Regions from separate parts of the Mus musculus genome. Here region 1 is linked to region 2. A link is a contact called in public Hi-C data. All regions are on one chromosome and are shown on one strand. The core of a region is the stretch at or near the end of the contact, and the rest is flanking DNA. Distances in the headings are between cores, read along the strand shown.

The links. A called contact is a pair of places that touch in the nucleus more often than the background predicts.
Region 1: a contact with region 2 is called in a Hi-C map of liver, with 4 times the contacts expected there. The contact joins two enhancer-like sites. A contact is called at or near these places in 1 of 484 Hi-C or Micro-C datasets (liver) and 1 of 9 other capture datasets (embryonic stem cells).

Annotation. Positions count from the first base shown.
Region 1 is chr15:97,168,615-97,171,590 of GRCm38.p6, reverse strand. The region is part of intron 1 of Gm33149 (a long non-coding RNA gene); the gene reads right to left. Among named protein-coding and RNA genes, the nearest start is that of Gm32885, 2.9 kb to the right of the region's middle. Within about 2 kb of position 1,305, at least 10 of the 459 cell types and tissues checked have an H3K27ac peak or open chromatin away from gene starts, as enhancers often do. A contact at or near this core is called in liver, where this site is marked.
Region 2 is chr15:96,856,642-96,859,389 of GRCm38.p6, reverse strand. No RefSeq gene overlaps it. Among named protein-coding and RNA genes, the nearest start is that of Gm32677, 19 kb to the right of the region's middle. Within about 2 kb of position 1,454, at least 10 of the 459 cell types and tissues checked have an H3K27ac peak or open chromatin away from gene starts, as enhancers often do. A contact at or near this core is called in liver, where this site is marked.

The sequences.
Region 1 (2,976 bases), core at 56-2,555, 310 kb before region 2:
GGGAAAAGGTGAGAGAGCTGGGGTCAGGAATGATTGACATCCAGGTAGAGAGGGGGGAAAAGGAGGTGAGAGAAATGGGGTTCTAAGGTAGTTACAGGAACTTAAAAATAGCTGTTGTGGGCTACACAAAAGTTAGATGTTTGTATACCATACGTTTGACACGTCTGTCTGTCTGTCTACCCCAGCAGCTGGCTTGTAGTAGCTGTGTTGGAGCTCATCCATCACAAGGCTGGTTTGCGAGTGTGCACTGATTTGAGGTGGAACCCATGGCAGGGAGACGCCCTGCACTGCTCTGACTCTTTCCCGATGAGTCTTTATATAAGCACTTTGCTGGAAAATGCTTTCTCCACATTTCCCCCAGAAAATAAGCTATAGTTCCACACGTCAAACTAAGAATGTCTGTGACAAGTCCCCAAAGCAGCAATGGACCAATCACATGTGCCATGCAGGGGGTGAAGAGACTAAAGGCTCAACAGGATGCATCCGGCTATACTGAAATTGCATCTCAAGTGGCTGGAGAGAGGGCTCGTTGGTAAAGAGCATTTGCTGCTCTTCCGGACGACCCAAGTCTCAGCCTTACATGGTAGCCCAGCAACTGCAGTTCCAAAGAACCTGACGCCCTCTTCTGGCCTTCTCAGACACTGCACACATAGTGTGCACAGATATACACACAGATTAATATCTATATACATAAAATAAAAGTAAAATATCTTGAGCATCAGATGAAAATACGTCTCTGTCCCTTTTACTCAAAATCATGAGCCGTTCACTTGAAGACTGAAGATTGGTCCTACTACCCTGTAACAGGTAGGGACTGAGGGATGCTGGGAGATCCTGAAGGCCAGGTCCACTTTGATATGTTAAATAGGCACCTCGGCCATATGTGCTGCTTTGAAATTTAACACACTGGATTAGATAAAGGTCTTCAGCCTCCATCACAGCCTTCACACTGCACATAGCAAGCTCCTTTCACTGTGAAGGTCAGATGAGCCATCTGCAAACAAAGAGAACACTGAGAATAAGTCCCGGATAAAAGTAAGAACAGAAAGATCTCCTGACTGTGCAGTGACCAAAAGGCTCCTCGGTCTTTTACATTTTATGGTGGACAGAGAAAACTAAGTCGACTGCAAACCTGCCATAGTGAAAACCCTTCAAGTTATAATATAGGAGTCCTTGGCAGGAAGACAGCCCTGGCTGCTTGGCAAATCCCTCCCTCAGGAGCCAGGCTCCACATCTGAGCACCTGCCAGTTCTCGGTTTACACAAACGGACTGTGTTGCCACACTGGACACTTGACAGGAGCCCGATGTCCTCACAAAGTACAGGGTACTAAATTTAGGATCCTGGCTGTGCCACTAGAAGATCTACAAGGGTCATCCTGACGGCTCCAGTGGCTTTCCAGAATCTGCTGCCAGAGGCTTCCCAAATAGCTGAAGTAATTTGACTGCTCCAGGACAAAGGCCAACTAACCCAGGACTCAGCCCGGGTTCCCTGTAGTGCCCCAGTCCCCTAAGGTTCCAGGCTCACTTCCTATTTGAACCAGGCCATTGCAGGGCCTGAACACACGACAGGCAGAGGAGACTAAAGCAGATATAACACACCTAACCACCAAAACCCAAACGGGAAAACAGACACTCCAGAGACTGTGGAGAGCGCACAGGGCATGACTTAGAGGCATGAGGTGCACAGTGAGAGAGTCACTCTCCTCCACTGTCTTCAGCTGAGAAACTTTGGAAGAACCGAATGGCGGAATTTATCCCAGCTTGGTTCTGCACAGGTGGGGCAGGCTTGCCTTCAGAGCATGTCTTGGGCAGCAATGCACAGGAAACAGCACAGCTCTGCTGAGAAGTTTCTAGATTCTCCAGGTACCAGGTGACCGTTACTCCATGCTTCCAGAGCATGCAGCTTGTATACTTGTGTGCACGTTGCCCAGAGTGCAGGCTGGGAGCTGGACGTGGGTTCACCTATTATCCCTATAAAGGCAGGCCCTGCGTGCTGCTCTCCTTAGCTGGCCTTGAGCTAGAAGTGTCTGTCACGTAGTCAGCATGTGTTGAAGGACTGCTGTTACCACAACAGAAATATCCCCCACGCATCACAGTTTCTCCGTCACTTCTGCACGCACAGACTCCGAGTGCTTCCGGAAGAGATGACCTTATGTAATTTTTCATTACTGCAGGCTGGCATTAGTCACAAAGAACAGTCTTTCTAACCAAAAGAAAAACTCTGGACTCAATTATTGTACTATCCAAATGAGACAGTGAAATTCGAATAAAGGTTAGGTATCTTTTTGTTTGTTTTTTTGTTTTATTGTTTTTGGCTGGAAATACATCCATATTTATGGTTGATAAAAACTAAAATCAGAGTGGACCCTTCCAATATTGCTTCCCCTGACATTTTCTAAAGTATTGGGATAATTTTAAAACCACTCCAAGCTTTGGTTTCCTCCCCAGAGCAAGCCCCTCGTCAGCGAGGGAATCCTGTCTTAAATCCAGCTTTCTTAGGTAGGCTGCGCTGGAGCTCCTGTCTAGGTTGCCTTTCAAAGGCTGTCTAGCAGAACTGCTGGGATGCTGGACTGTGAAAGGGTCTCACAGCAGGGCACAGCTGTAACTTCATGCTGAGTGACAGAGAGCCACCATGGACATAAGTGGGACAGATATGTCACAGAGGCTGCATGATATCTTGGCCCACGTGGCTTCACGATGAAACCGAGGAAGCCCACTCCACATAGTAGAGCTAAGTCATTCCAGCCTCAGGGAAGGCAAAGACATGAGTTCCCAGAACACCGTATGCACACCTGTCAAATGTAACTCCTGCGTGTTTCATGGTGAAATGGAAGCAGGGAGCCATAGTATGGCTTAGTGCAAACCCCTTTCAGTGTGCCCTTGGCAGAAGCCTCCACCTTGGAGTCAGTCCCTAAATGCTGACTGACTCTAGTTGGTTGCTTGTACCAGCCACTGACCCTCAAGAGGTAATGGGG
Region 2 (2,748 bases), core at 205-2,704:
TTACTTTCTGAACCTTATCCAGCTCCTTTAGCACAGTGTTCAGGGCTTAGCACCACAGTCTCACCAGTCCCTCCCAGCTTTCATTCACTTTCTCCTTCCAGAACAATCCACCTTGAAAGCTGCCCTCCTGCGTGTGTATCATTGCCCATAGTACTCCCACATATCCCATAGTGCTCCCACTTTGTCTATAGTACTCCCATACTTCCCATAGTGCTCTCACAAGTCCCATAGTGCTTCCACATTGCTCATAGTGCTCTCACATTGCTCATAGTGCTCCCATACTGCCCATAGTGCACCCACGTTGTTCATAGTGCTTATACACACACACACACACACACACACACACACACACACACACACACACACACACACACATGCTTCTAATCCAAATGAAGACCCATGTGTCCTGGGTGAACTTGACAGGCCATGTGAGAAACCACTCCCATCTTCACCATTTATTGGGGAGTCTAACCATGGCTCGTTCTTTGGTCTCTTCAGCCATCACACTGCTGATTCTGTAGACTATCTTGGCTCTACTCTGTTAAAATAAGGTGAGCCACTCACAGGTATGAGCTGGAGGAAGTTTCCCATTTGTAATAATCTTGAAACTGTGAACGCATGTTAACAGTAGCGGCCCAATATTAAGTAGTAGACAACAGAAGTCACATTTTATGGGTTTTAAAAGTACATCATTCAAGCCAGATAAGGTGGGTCAACTCTGTGATTCCAGAACTCAAATGGTTGAGACAGAGGGATTGCCAAAAGTTCTAAGCCAGCCTGTGCTATGTACTGAGTTCTTACCAGCCTGGGCTAAGACTGAAGCCATGTTTCAAAAATAAATAAAAAATCAAAGTACAACCGCAGAAGTTCATCATTCATGTGCTGGGAGAAAGTCAGACAGAGAAGGATAGAACTATCCTTGGGCCACATGCCTAAGAGGCAGAGTCAGAAATCTAAGCTGTCGGGAGCCAGCACTCCTCACCTGCCATTCCAATGGGTAACTGCTATCTAGAAGCCTTAGATGCTGGGAAATATTTGGAGTAACATACCAGCTTGTTTCAAAGGCCTTTCTATGCTACACCAGCAGCAACCCCAATAGAGGGACGAGGTAGGTAAGTATGTTGGTAGATTCCAGTTAAACCAAACAGCATTCAAGGCAGGATAAAGTGATGCCTAACACTGAGGTAAATGAGGTAGGAGAGGGAGGTGTAGCTGGCGACGAGGACCCCTTCTGTGACAAGGGGATATTTGAGACCATTTGCTCCTTACCAGGGTCTTAGTGCTTAGCTCCCAGGATCACTCTGCTGCTCCCATTAGAATTTCCATTCTATTAATAATGTTGACCTAAGTCCCAGCACCTGTTAGGACGTTATCTCACAGTCAAAGTAAAAGAGTCTGGCTTACCCCTCCCACCGGCTTCATTTCTGCAACATTGTTGCCTTTAAATGTTTGTTTTTCCTTGTCTGCCTGTTACCCTTGACCTGGTTGGATTGCTAGAGGGGATCTGCCCCAGCACTCCCTGTTCAGAGTCTCAGCCACAGAAATGGCGAAGGTGAGAGCAAAAACAGAAAAAAATAGCTCCTGGATTTAACAGCACCCTCCCTTCCTTCCTTCTTTTGAGGACAAAGGAATCTTTAGTCAAAATGTGTCTTTAGGGCTTGGTTGTCAAACATATTTGTAAAACTACAACTAAATGTATGTATCAAGTCCAGGTTTTTAGTGAAATTGAACCTTCTCATTTGCCCTGTTGGAGAATTCCTTTAGAAATGCCTTCCTTAAATCCCAGTTAGAGTGGGTTTAACACAAGTTCACGCTGTTGGGGCTGGAGAGATAGTTCAGTGGTTAAGAGAACTGGCTGTTCTTCCAAAGAACTTGGGTTCAAGTCTCAGCACCCACATGGCAGCTCACAGCTGTCAGTAACTCCAGGGGATCCGACATCCTCACACAGACATACATGCAAGCAAAACACCAATGTGCATAAAGTAAAATCAAGTTCACATTGTTATTAGCCTTATGTTGGTGAGATGTTCAAATGGGCTAATAATAACCTGAAAGCTTTTGGCCTGAATGTAGAAAAATAACATGTGTACACAAAGAAACCAAAAACTGCTCCGTGTCTGACTTCCCTTGTCTTAATAGGTTTTCCTGGCTTTCTGAGGCTTTGAATTATATCATAAGACCTAAATGTACGCCTGTAATCCCATCACACTAGAGGCAGAAACATGAGGATTATGAGTTTAAGGCCATCCTTGCCTACACAGCAAGTTCAAGGCCAGCCTTGTAACCACACAAGACCCAGTCTTAAAAAAAAAAAAAAAGAGCCAACTGAACATCTTAGACCTGTGCTCAGTGTAGACACAGCATTTACGCAGCCCCGTCCCACTCCACAGCGAAGGGAGCAGTGTGTGCTTACATGTGGTACAGTCACAGTGGTGATCTGCTCTCCTTACCCATGAGTCTCTGCACGCCTCCCTCCAGCGCAGCAGCTTCAGGATGTCTAGAGTCATCTGTCAATCACCAAAGTCTAGTCAGGCCCTTTTCTGGGTCAGAACTGCCCCCATGAGTGAGGGTGAGGGTCTATCAGTGACACCATTGAGCATTACCCCCTATGACCCCTCACACCCTACCCACAAGCTCCTCCTTAGGACTGTGCCCTTTGCCCAGGCTACCCCCTTCCGTGACTACTTCTCCCACTGTCCTCTAGGCAAATATCTCTATTTGCTCTTTAATTACAACTCGAACATCCAC